Linked DNA regions of Mus musculus: region 2 is linked to region 1. A link is a contact called in public promoter capture Hi-C data. All regions are on one chromosome and are shown on one strand. Each heading gives the region's core, a stretch centred on a gene start, on an enhancer-like site or on the middle of the called end of the contact. The rest is flanking DNA. Distances are from core to core; before and after follow the strand shown. Region 1 holds the start of Glis2 (GLIS family zinc finger 2). Region 2 overlaps Gm36359 (a long non-coding RNA gene).

Region 1 (6,446 bases), core at 665-3,164:
CCAGGGGGCCTGGGCTAGGGTCACTCTGAGGCTGGAGAGACCCAGCTGGAGGGATTTAACACCAAAGGTCAGGGGTCACAGACAGGGAAGGACAGGCAGGCATAGGGGGTCAGGGGGTCAGCACTAATGGTAGCTCCGGAAAGAAGGGGGAGGGGGGAAAGGCTAAAGACACAGGGCTACTTCCAAGGGTTCCCCACCCCACAAAACCACAGCCTGGCACTGCCTCCTGCTTGACTGATGGCAGACAGGGACATATTACACTGGGACTGGATCCTGAAATGAGCTAGACGGCAGTTCAGCAAAGGGTGTCTTAGGAGACCCCTCCCCCAGTGCAAGCCAGGGCCAGCTGAGAGGCCCAGCCTGAGCCCAGAGGGAAGAAAAGAGAGAGAGGGCTCTGAGGTCACTAGAGAGGGATGTGTGGGCTGGGGCTGGGACAGCTGTGGTACTGTGCCACCAGAGCAGGGCCTGGGGAGAGCTGGGCACACTGAAGGGGACAGTTTTACATTCCCTGAGCCTAGGGGCTTCAGAAAGCTAGCTAAGATAGCAGTTGTCTCCCTAGCCATGGCTCAACCCCACCTTCCTTCCTGGGTGCCAGGACAACAGGGAGACAGCCGTGCAGGGTGCCTGCCACCGAAGCCCAAGACGCAGGCCCTAGCCCTGGCCAGACCCATGGGAGCTCAAGTCTTGGTAGGGCCACTGGCTAGCCTGACTGCCCCCTTGGTGTCAAGCATTCCCTCTAGAGCCAAGATCTTGGGCCCTGATGGCTGGGGGCCCAGGGCTCCTCCCAGCATCCCTTCCAGCTTCCCAGGCCCCAGGGCAGGGCTGGGCAACTCCCTGCAACCAGTGCTTCCCCGCCACCCTCTGGCTGGGCTGGGCGGGCCCTCCTGGGTAGGCAGACAGGCAGCATGCTGCCCTGCTGTGGCCTGAGTATCCCACTGGGTAGGGCAGTGTGCCAAGGCGTCCAGGTGCCAGCCTGGATTCCAGCCCCATCCTAGGGGGCCTGCGGGGAGGTGCAAGCATCATCCTGGTAGGAGGGGGATGCACCTGCCTCGTCACCTCTTTTCCAGACCCATCCTGAGGATGCAATCACTCACCCTCTCCATCCAGCCAGGTCCCTCACCTGCTTCCATCCACCCTTCAGGAGTGGACCAAAGGCTACACAATATTCCAACTCCTAGTGCTGAATCAAGGGACGCCCCCCTCTCTGCCTCCCCCAAGGCTTGTTAAGGGTAGTGAGAGCAGGACTTTACCCAGAAAGGGAGGGTACCTTCCAAATAACCCGAGCTCACCGGTGAGCAAAGGTGGCTGCCAGATGCCCCATACAACTTCATGCCCAGGCTTCGGGTGGCCCCCTCTCACCTCGCAGAGCACCCCTACTGAAGACGCCCAACTTCCCCAGTGAAGTTTGCGCCCGCCCCGGGCCGGGCCACAGTTCAGCTCGGCCCCCAAACAGAAGGAGGGAAGGAAAGAGAAAAAAGACGGTGAAATCGAAGGACCCAGCCAGGGAGCCGGCGAGAAAGGGAGAGCGCAAAACCAACGAGCGCAGGGGCCTCAGCGAGGGCTCACAATGGCCCGGAGCAAGGCGCGGACGCGGGAGGGGGAGGCGACCCTCTGGTTACGCTGCCCCGCGCACCAGGCAAGTCCCTGGCCCAGCCCGCGTCCTCCCGGCGCGACGCCCGGGGGCTTCCTACCTCGGCTGCCGGGCTGACTGGCTCCGGCTGCGGGTTCCGGCGGTCCTGGGGCAGCGGGGAGCGGGCGAGGGGGAGGGCCGGGGCGGGCGGGGGCCGGGGCGCGAGGCTTACGGGGCACGGGCTCCCCTGGCGCCGCGCGGCACCCGGCCGCTCCGCCACATCTGCAGCTCGGGGCAGGGAAGGTGGCCGCGGCGGCCGGGCTGTGCGGGGATGTCTTTGCAAGGGAGGGAGGAGAGGAGAGGAGGGAGGGGGTGGGAGGAGGGACTGGCGGCCTTGGAGGAGGGCGAAGAGGAGGGGCGCGGGGGGCGGCCTCCCTCCCTCCCTCCCTCGCGGCTCGCTCGCTCGCTCCCGCCCTCCCTACAAACCCCTCTCACTACTGCGGCCCCAGGCCCGGAGCGCCAGCTGCCAGACGGAGCGTGCGCGGGGGGTGGAGGGTGGGGGTGGGGGGAGGCTGGGCCCGGGGAGGGGAGGAGAGCGGACGGCCGCAGGAGCGGGCACCGGAGGGAAGGGGGAGCGAAGGAGGGAGCCCCGCCACGGCAGAGACGCGCGTCCTCCTCGACTCCCCCCCCCCCCATCCCCGCCTGCCGCGGTCCCGCCCCCAGCCCGAGGGCAGCGCTAGGACAAGGCCTGGGGGGCGGGGGGCAGGGCGAGATATCCCGCCCCTGGGGGAAGCCTGGGAGAGGGGCGGGCGAACCGGCCAGGAGGAAAAGCCCCAAGGACCGGGAAGATGGAGGCGGCCGCAGCGGGCGAGGGGCGGGGACCCTCGCCTCCCCCTGCGGGGTCACCTTGGCCAGGGCCCCCGCGGCCCTTGGCTGCCGCGGAGGTGATAGAAATGCCTCTTGGAAGGCCCTGATTTCCCCGCCCAGTCCAGATCCAGGACCGCGCAGGCAAAGGCCTTTCAATTCCGACAGGTTCGAGGCCACGCTTCTCTCTTCCAGCTTTGCCTTGTCTTCAGCCTCAGTTGCCCTCCTGGTGAAATAAGCACAAGGCCTGGCACAACCAATCCAGGATTCCGTTATCTTGGTGACATCCGCCTGGACAACCTGGGTCCCCTAATCTGAGCGCCGCCGGGGTCATCGCACTTGGCGTCAGTAAGTTCAATGAGTTGGTCACTGAAAAGTGGATGTAAGTCAGTAACGCTTGCACACCGCAGCCAAGCTGTTTCCCACCTTTTCCTGGGAAGCTCAGACTTGGCGTTCTTTAGTGTTTTCTTTGGGCGAGTCTTGAGTCCACGCCTAATATCTTTTTACCTGTCTGGTGACAAATCTCAGTTCAAAAAGACAGCCCTCCTGATCCGAAGTTGGACTTGAACTCAGGAAACGAAAAGGCACTTCAAAGTCAGCATCACCAGTAGGTGAAGTACTGACTCCGGGTTGGAAATCTGTTATTCGGGCATTTGATGCCTCGGTCTGCGCCAGAGCCACATCAAGACATGAATCTTGATCATGGGGCATCCCCATTCCCAGGCACTGCTCTTGGCACACGCTCCTGGTCTGGTGCGAAGGTAGGCACATAATTGGTGCTCCTGATGTGGTGATCAAATGGATACGTAGTCAGTGCTCTTAACTGATTATGTAGTCATGATGGGTGCTTCGGTTTGAACGAAGACACATATTAGATTCTTATGATCTTTTAATACATGAAAGGGATTTAGGAAGAGGTCGGTTCACCAGGAGTAAGGCGGGGATAATGCCCCCCCACCCCCATTTCCCCTGTGTGGATAATGTCGCAGTGCTGCCGGGTTAAATATTAGCTGGCAGATGGACCCGGAGAAGGCCAGCTCTGGGACCTAAAGCTTGCTTCCAGGAAGAGGCTGTTAAAGGGCCGCCGAACATCACTAGAGTCTGAGGCGAGGGACTGCAAAGCGCCCTCTCCCGGCATCTTGAATCTGCAATTTAGTTATTCTGTTATTCTGTTAACCCAGCCCTAGTGCAGTATCTCACCTAAGCTGACTACAGGAACTGAGGCACATCGGTAGTGTGAAACTGGTGTACTAGTTAGTATAAATCTGTTTAGAAAAAGGAAAAAAAAAAGCTTATTCAGGAGCTAAAGTAGTTCAGCACGTGTTCCTAGGTTCAGTCCCTGATAACGGGGGAAAAAAGTATCATTGGGGGACACCAGGTGCTGTGCCATTTTAGCGACAAAAGGCCAACAACCTCAGTTGAGGAATGCTTGAGCCTAAGAAACTTCAGAGTGTTTTTCTTTGTTTTGTTCCCAGGGAGAATTCAGACTGGAATCCAAGGCTGGGTGGTGAGGCATGACCCCTCCTCACTGCAATCTGGGAACATGGAGGTACACTTACTATAAACTAGGCAAGTGGTCCCTTAGATGTCAAGCCTGGTCCAGTTTCACAACCTAGCTGGTGTCCTCGTAACTACTGAGAGAGAAAAAAGTAAACAAAATTTGGATGTTTTCTGCAAAACCAACAAGATTAAACACAGAAGCCTGAAATCCCAGCACTTGGGAGGACCACCACAAGTTGGAGGTTGGCCTGAATTACATAGTGAATTCCAGGGCCACCTGGGCTATGTATAAAGTGAGATCTTTATCAGCATTTAAAAATAATGTGTTCAAAGCCAGCCTGGTTTACATAACAAGTCCCAAGACAATCAGGGCCACATAGAGTGAGCCTGTGTCAGAAAAAAAAAAAACTAAATAAATACGTAAATAAAAAGGAGTGAAGACAGACTGCTAAATTAGGTGTAGAAGTAACTCAGGCCTCAATCCAGGCAGCTGGTCCTCAGTGGGCTGAGCTAGGAGTGTCTGGATTTTAAAGCTGGCTGGGGATACAAGATTCTATCCTAAATACCCATCCTCAAGGAGACCACTTCTCTCTCTGTACTATTTTCTCTCTACATTTTTCACTGTATTCCCAACAACTTCAAGAGTAACTCCCATTATTCCCATTTTACAAAAGTGGAAACTGAGGCAAAGGGACATTGACATAGTCAGTGGTTTTGTTGTGGTTGCTTGTTTTGTTTTTCAACATAGGGTCTCTGTGTAGCTGGCCTCAAAGATGGGCCTGCCACTGCTTCACTAGTGTTGGGGTTAAAGGTGTGCCCCACCCCCACCTCAACTTCCCCCCTCCCCCACTCCACCTCAACCTTCATTGATAACGAGGTTTTATAAATTAGTAGGAGGCAGCCAGGCATGGTGGCACACGCCTTTAATCCCAGCACTCGGGAGACAGAGGCAGGCGGATTTCTGAGTTCGAGGCCAGCCTGGTCTTCAGAGTGAGTTCCAGGACAGCCAGAACTATACAGAGAAACCCTGTCTCGAAAAACCAAAAAAATTAAAAACAAAAAAAAGTTAGTAGGCATAGTTCAGGTTGCAGTCTCAGTGGTTTGATTCCAAAGTATGTACTTGAAACCCACTGCCTCCCTAGGACATCAGATACTGGGAAAGGTAGGGAAGGAACTATAGGGGTCAGGACATTTTTTTTGGAGTTCTTCATGATAAACAATGAGTAAAGATCCTCTCTGATCTTAGTGTCTCGGTAGTGGCCCTCTCCTCTCTCAGAGCCCTTCTCTAAAGAGGCATCCTTCCTCTTGTGCCAAGGACGTGGAAGGAGGAGTGTTTTCTCTAGAAGATGGTAAGCCCCCAAGGTAGGATTCACGTGTTTTCCCCTTCGGAGGAGTAAATGCCTCCAAACTATGACTGCGTGGTATGTCTGAAGGATGAATTTGGTGTCCTAATCTTTTACTGGTAAACATGTATTGAACTGGGGGTTTAGCTCAGTGGGACAGTACATGTTAGCATCACCAAGAACAAGCACAGCAAAGAAACCATGTGTTGAATATGTCTTCAGCCCACATCCATTCAAAAACTGCTTATTAAGATCTTTTGTTCGTTTATTTGTTTGCATGTTAGTTTTTGAAGCAGGGTCTCACTCTGTGACCGCAGCTGATATGGACTTGTTTTATAGACCCGGCTGGTCTTGAATTCAGAGAGGTCTGGAGAGATGGCTCAGTGGTTAAGTAAGTACTCCTTGCTCTCGAGACAGGGTTTCTCTGTGTAGCCCTGGCTGTCCTGGAACTCACTCTGTAGAACAGGCTGGCCTCGAACTCAGAAATCTGCCTGCCTCTGCCTCCCAAGTGCTGGGGTTAAAGGCGTGTGCCACCACCGCCCGGCGTACTCCTCGCTCTTGAAGAGAACCTGCGTTCAGTTCCCAGCACCCACATATGGCTCACAAACACCTGTAACTCCAGTTGCAGAGGATCCAATGTCCTTCTGACTTCCACAGGCACTGGGCATTCATGTGATATACATTCATGTAAGCAAAACGTTCATGCATTTAAAAAATGAATATATATATTTTTTGAGACAGGGTTTTTCTGTGTATCCTTGACTGTGCTATAACTTGCTCTATAGACCAGGCTGGCCTCCAACTCTGAGACCCCAGATTAAGGGCATGCGCTACCACCATCTGTCTTGTATTGTTTGTTTGTTTTTGGTAAATAAATTAATCTTTAAGAAAAAAAAAACTCGCTAAATACCAGCATGAGACCGATAGTCAACAAGTACCGTAAAGGAAAGTTGAAAAGACCTTTGAAGAGAGAGTTCAAGAGGGTGTGAAACCGTTAAGAGGAAAAAACAAAAAAACTCACAGAGCCTGGCGGTGGTGGCGCACGCCTTTAATCCTAGCACTTGGGAGGCAGAGGCAGGCAGATTTCTGAGTTCGAGGCCAGCCTGGTCTACAAAGTGAGTTCCAGGACAGCCAGGACTACAGAGAAACCCTGTCTCAAAAAACAAAAA
Region 2 (6,018 bases), core at 6-2,505, 320 kb after region 1:
CTGCCCTCTCGATGGGACTCCATCCATGGGCCACACACAATGCCTGATTTATGCAGTGCTGGAGATCAAACCCTAGCCTTCTTGCATGCTAGACACTCTACTAACTGAGTCACAACCCCATCCCCACATCTGCTCCTTAAATAGTATCCTGTCGGTGGGAGGGGTCACTTTTCAACCTGGTGACCCCTCCCTGTGTAACTGGAAACTAGCAGCAGCACCCTGTCTCTTCTCATCTGGAGATATGTCAACTGGCAGCCAGTAGATCAGGGCCATAATGCCCTTTCTGAAAATAGGAGGGCTGGAGAGATGGCTCAGTGGTTAAGAGCACTGGCTGCTTTTCCTGAATTCAATTCCCAGCAACCACATGTGGCCCACAACCATCTGTAATGGGATTGATGCCCTCTTCTGGTGTGTCTGAAGACAGCTACAGTGTACTTGCACACATTAAATAAATAAATATTTAAGATAAAAAAAAGAAAAGAAGAGGTCTTATTTAATAAATTCTTAAAGCTGGGAGGGATTTGAGAGTAAGCATCAAAATCCAGGAAGTTATCTATATACATATACATATACATATACATATACATATACATATACATATACATATACATATACATATACAGGTTTAAATTTACTGAATCATTTTTGCTAGGAAGCTTCTTCCCCCAACCAAATTTGTTGCTTTTTTATGCTATTGTGAGGCATTTGTTTTAATTTCATGGTTTTCAAAAGTTTACAGTTTTACAAAATTGGATGTTGATGAAATCCATTAGAGTGTTCATTGTCTGGTGAATTTGACATCCATCTGTCTTGCGTATGTTTCCACTGGTGGCTTTCAATGGTCTTGACATGTATCGGACATACACCGACCTATTAAACACACATATAAACACTCATGCATTGAGACCCAGCTGGGTCATAAAGTATGGCTGTCTCTGACGTGGATTCAGTTTTGCACAAAGGGAGTCTGGTGTCTCTACAGAAAAGCGCACACACTGGGGTGCTCTGGGGCGCTGGTTTAAAAGGGGTCCCTTCCAGCTCAGCAACTCTCCCTTTGCTTCTCTCTACTCACCACCCTTACGTTTGCAATAAACCTGACAAAAACTTCCAGAAGGAAACTAAGAACACTCACATTGGAAGGAAATGTTGGCAGGCAGCCAGAGACTGAAAGTACACTAGCTAATTTTGCTCTTGTTTCTCTGCCAGTAACTCCTTGGCCTCCGCATACCCAGCACAGGCCGGCCCCAAAGACAATTCTGATCATGTCGAAAACTCTTGGCTCTGAAGCCGATGAATCATGGCAACTTGAGCTTCCTCTCCTCTGGATGGACCAAGTGTTTCTCCTCACAGAATCTGTCAGCCCTGGTGATGGGACAGTGAAGACTTTCCGAGGGTGATAAAGCCACTCAGCTTGCTTGTCACACAGAGGGTGGGACCAGCAAAAGAGGTCCACTTCAGCTGCTGTCCCTCATTTCCAGATAGAGGTGACCCTTCATTTTACTACAGAGAGGGAAGGAGGAGGAAGGGAGGGGGAGGGAGGGAGGAGAGGGGAAGAGGGAATGGAGGCTTGAGGCCTGTGGTACTCGCCTGAGGAAGCTGAGACAGAAGAACCTTCAAGTTTGATAATAGCCTGGGCCACAGGATGAGACCCTGTCCAAAAAAGGGAAGAAAAACATGCAGGAAATGAAGACTGGAGGGAGGAAGGGAAGCAAGAAGGCAGCCTCTCGACTCCTGTGTACATGGAAGCTAATTTGCAAATACATCCTCTAGTCTGCATCTTCTGAATACAACTCCGGCCTCAGGTGTCTCCTCCACTCACTCTGCAGTCCAGAGCTTTACCCCCAGCTCAAGGAGCAGGCTGCTCCGTGCCATTATTTATCTTCTGAGTCTGTGGTGCTTGGGATAGATCCCAGGGCCTCCTGATGCTAAGCAAGTTCTCCAGCACTGAAATGGTACAGTCCGAGCACACAGCCCAACACCCAGGCAGAGGTTAAGCTAATCCTATGGCGTGCTGGGGTCTGACCCAGTCCATCCACAGTCGGCAAGGCAACCCAGAACATGCTGGGTACAGGTGGAACCTTTTGGATTTCTTAAACGAGGAACAAAGGACCTAAAGTGATTTAGGAAATAAGAGTTGAGGGTCCTTCTCCCAAGAATGTTTTTATGGGGTTGGGAAGGAGGTTGGGATAGGTTAAATACCAGCATGTGAGCCCTGAGGAGACAGGCAGTCCTGCAGGGGAGCCAGCAATGGCTGTAAGGCTATCCCAGAGGAAGGCTGCTGGCCTCTTTAGCCAGAGGCCTAGGTGACCCAAAGAGGCCAGAACCACCATCCCAACAAGATTCAAAGCCTTATGAATTTTCTGGGAAGGCAGAGGGTCTTGTTCCATGCAAAGAGCAGAGCCAGGGTACCCCAGGCCTGGAATGTGTCTAGAGATAAATGTTTGGAGCTGTGCTGGATAGTGTTATGTCAAATTAACACAGCTAAAGTCATCTCAGAGGAGGGAACCTCAATTTAAAAAAAAAAGTCTTCATAAAATCTCATTGTAGTAAGCCTGTAATTTCTTAATTAAAGATTGACTTAGTTTGGGTTTTATTGCTGTGAACAGACACCATGATCAAGGCAACTCTTATATAGGCAAACATTTCATTGGGACTGGCTTGCAGGTTTAGAGGTTCAGTCCATTATCAAGGCAGGAAGCGTGGCATCGTCCAGGCAGGCGTGGTGCATGGACCTGAGAGTTCTACATCTTGATCTGAAGGCAGCCAGAAGGAGACTGTCTTCTGTAGGTAGCCAGAAGGGGGAACACTCTTCCACCCTGCAGAGAGCTTGCAGAGAGCACCACCCCTACAGTGATGAACTTCCTCCAACAAGGCCACACCTCCCAGTAGTGCCACTCCCTGGTCCAAGCATTCAAACCACCACAGTGATTATGGGTGGTGCTGTCCCTGGGCTGGTGGTCCTGGGTTTGACAAGAAAGCAATTTGAGTAAGCCATGAGGAACAAAGCAGTAAGCAACATCCCTCCATCCTTTGCATCAGCTTCTGCCTCTAGGTTCCTGTCACTTGAGTTCCTGTCCTGACTTCCTTCGATGATGAACAGTGATGTGGAAGTGTAAGGCAAATAAACGCCTTCCTCCCGGCTTTTTTTTCAGTCATGGTGTTTCAGTGCAACAATAGAAATCCTAACTAGGACAGCCAACCTGGTGCAAAGAGACTTACTGGACTGAAGTCTCATCAGGAGAATCCTAAATGCCAGCCCAAGGGTCAGCTTTGGAAGCAGGCTCTTCACTACAGCAGCAGTTCTGAAATGTTCCAGAGTCTGTTATAACTGTGTTCTGAGACATCATGTGCAATTTTACCATCCACACTGGATGGATGGACGGATAAAGGGAGGGAGGGAGGGAAGGAGAGAGTCGTGCCCTCAAGAAGGCAAGGTGGGCCATAGAACATGGTCCCCTGGGGAGGGTGGGCAGCCATCTTACAGCTGTGCAGGAGCTGTCGCCAGTGCAGACAACATGGGAAGCAGGTGACCTTATGGTCCTTGTCTCTGAAAAATGTGGCTGTACCTCTGACAGAGGTGTGGGGAAACCAGAGACAGCAAAGAGAGTTTGTGTGTCACCTTCTGGCCAGAACCCACATTGAGCTCAAGACAACAGATACAAAGCTGAGCCAGGCATGATGATGAGCACCTGTAACACCAGCACTTGGGCGGTAGCAGCAGGTGGAGCTCAAGGCTGAGCTTCATGGTGCTTTTAAGATTAGCCTGATGCCAGGCGATGGTGCCACATGCCTGTAATCCTAGCACTCCAGAGGCAGAGGCAGGAGGATATCTGTGAGTTTGAAGCCAGCCTGGTCTACAGAGCAAGTTCCAGGACAGCCAGGACTACACAAAGAAAATCTATTTTGGGAGGAAAAGAAAGATTCACCTGATCTGCAGAGCAAAACCCAGTCCAGAAAACCAAAAGGAACAAAAAGCTCTTAAATTTGCTAGCCTGCAAAGTGTCCTATACAGAAAGGCCAATAAAGGGGAGCCAAGGCCAGTGTACAGTCAGACCAAGAGTTCTTCCCTGCCTGTGCCCCAGGGTAGGGAACAGAGCTGGGGCCCTTTGTTTCCTCCACATGAGAATCCCACATCCCATGTCTCAGGAAGAGCTCCTGCAGGACTGCCTCTGGACACAGATATTCCCAACTGCTGTGGTTTCTTGGAAGTAAGCCAAGAATAAGCCTGTGGCTTAAATTCCTCACACTGCTCAGTGTACGTGGCTGGCTCACATACTAAAGCTTAATGCTGAACAAAAGTATTCTCAGTGAAGCCTGGGCAGAGCTGCATGTTCTTGTCTCTCTGCTCCAGGATTAATAAAGCTGAAGCCTGTAGTTCATAAAATGTCTTTTTAGAAAATATTAGGTTAATCTCTTTGTATATTTGTGAATGCATGTTCTTGTACGAATGTGTGTGTGTGTGTGTGTGTGTGTGTGTGTCCCAGGGACTGAACTTAGGACATAAGGCTTGGGTGGCAAGTGCCTTTGCCCTCTAAGCCATCCCCAAAACCCAAAGTGGCTCTTTTTAAAGTGAACAGTGCAGGTTAGATGTGGTGGTAGCACATAGGTAGGTCCCTATGGCCCTAGCATTGGGAGGTAGAAGCAAGTAGATGAGGAGTTCAAGACCAGCCTCAGCTACATGGTGAGTTGTAGAGCAGCCTGCGGTATGTATGGTCCTGCCTCAAAACAGACATGGGGTGGAGATATAGCTCCATTGGTAGAGAATTTACTTAGTGTGGACTAAGCCCTGGGTTCACACCCCAACTTTCCCTTTAAAAGGACAGCACTAGGGAGAGGCTTAGCAGGAGAAGTGCTTGTTGTGTGAGTATGAAGACCTGAACTCAAGTCTCCGGTAACCTGAGTCTGTGAATCCAGGGCTTGGATTGAGGTGGAAGGCCAGTGAGGACAGGGGAAAGACAACTGAGTACCCTGCCTCAAAACATGGTATAAGGTGAGGAGCCATGCCCAAGGCTGTCCTCTGACCTCTGAATACAAATTCGATCACACACACATACATATGCACACACATACACATGCACACACATAATCTTGCACATGCACAAGGACCTCAGTATGCAATGGTGTTAGGAAATAAAGCCTTTAAAGGGGTAATCAAGGTTAAATGAGACCATTGGAGTAGGGAAGGCCCTAGTCCAATATAAATGGTGTCCTTCTAAGAAAAGATTAGGACACACACTTAGAAAGAGGGACACCTTTGTGAAGATAGGAAGAAGGTACTTCCTAGTCAGGGAGAAAAAAGCACACCCAAGATCCACCCTGCCATGGCTTGACCTTCAACTCCAAGCCTCTAGGATTGTAACAGAATCAGTTGGTGCTGTTGAAGCCACAGTCTGTGCTATTTACTCCGGCAGCCCAGGACTTTACCTCTTAGCTTTTCCTCTCAAAAATCAGGAACCCAGGCCAACTAGGGATTCAGCTCAGCAGTAGAACGTTTACCTTCCATATACAAGGCACTGCATTCCGCCCCTAGCAACACAAAAGGTGTGTAGGGGTACAGGGCTGCTGAAAAATGAAGCTAGGCCTGGTGGTCCACAAGTAATACCAGCGCTTGGGCAGCTTGGACATGAGGAGTTCAAAGCCACCCTTGACAATTCCCATTCCAGGCCACTTAGGACAGGGCTGCTTATGAACACACAAACAAAATATCTGTAACGTTTGCCTCCGTGACTTTGGGAAACCTGTTGGACTTACTTATAAGCCTTCCTTTCCTTGAAGTTAGATGGTGGATCTCCTAAGGCAATGGGTCATTTCCTATTATTTGTTGGGTTTTCTTATTTCCAGCTTAACTTCTTGAAATAAAATGGGAAACGAGAAAAGGGAATCATTGGTAACAGAGGGAAGATCATTTTCATAAACCTAACTCCAGTTTCTCAAGAGGAAATAATTTAGTGTTCAGCTCTTGAGAAAACTCCTGACTTCAAAGTCTGCCTGTGCTGTTGTGTGTGTCGGAGGGTGTGG

The links. Promoter capture Hi-C pulls out the DNA fragments that hold promoters and counts their contacts.
Region 2: a contact with region 1 is called in a promoter capture Hi-C map of cranial neural crest. The contact joins the enhancer-like site here to the promoter of Glis2 in region 1. A contact is called at or near these places in 9 of 39 promoter capture datasets (the 3T3-L1 cell line, the C10 cell line, cranial neural crest and 4 more) and 4 of 115 datasets of contacts at active chromatin or transcription factors (bone marrow-derived macrophages, craniofacial prominence and embryonic stem cells).

Annotation. Positions count from the first base shown.
Region 1 is chr16:4,590,181-4,596,626 of GRCm38.p6, reverse strand. Glis2 (GLIS family zinc finger 2) reads right to left here and starts at 1,914. Exons shown (of 7, transcript NM_031184.3): 1 at 1,692-1,914. D330022H12Rik (a long non-coding RNA gene) reads left to right here and starts at 2,372. Exons shown (of 2, transcript XR_875867.3): 1 at 2,372-3,195; 2 at 3,910-5,687.
Region 2 is chr16:4,269,303-4,275,320 of GRCm38.p6, reverse strand. Gm36359 (a long non-coding RNA gene) reads left to right here. Exons shown (of 4, transcript XR_875865.2): 2 at 1,207-1,484. Among named protein-coding and RNA genes, the nearest start is that of Gm36359, 12 kb to the left of the region's middle. Within about 2 kb of position 1,255, at least 85 of the 459 cell types and tissues checked have an H3K27ac peak or open chromatin away from gene starts, as enhancers often do. A contact at or near this core is called in bone marrow-derived macrophages, where this site is marked.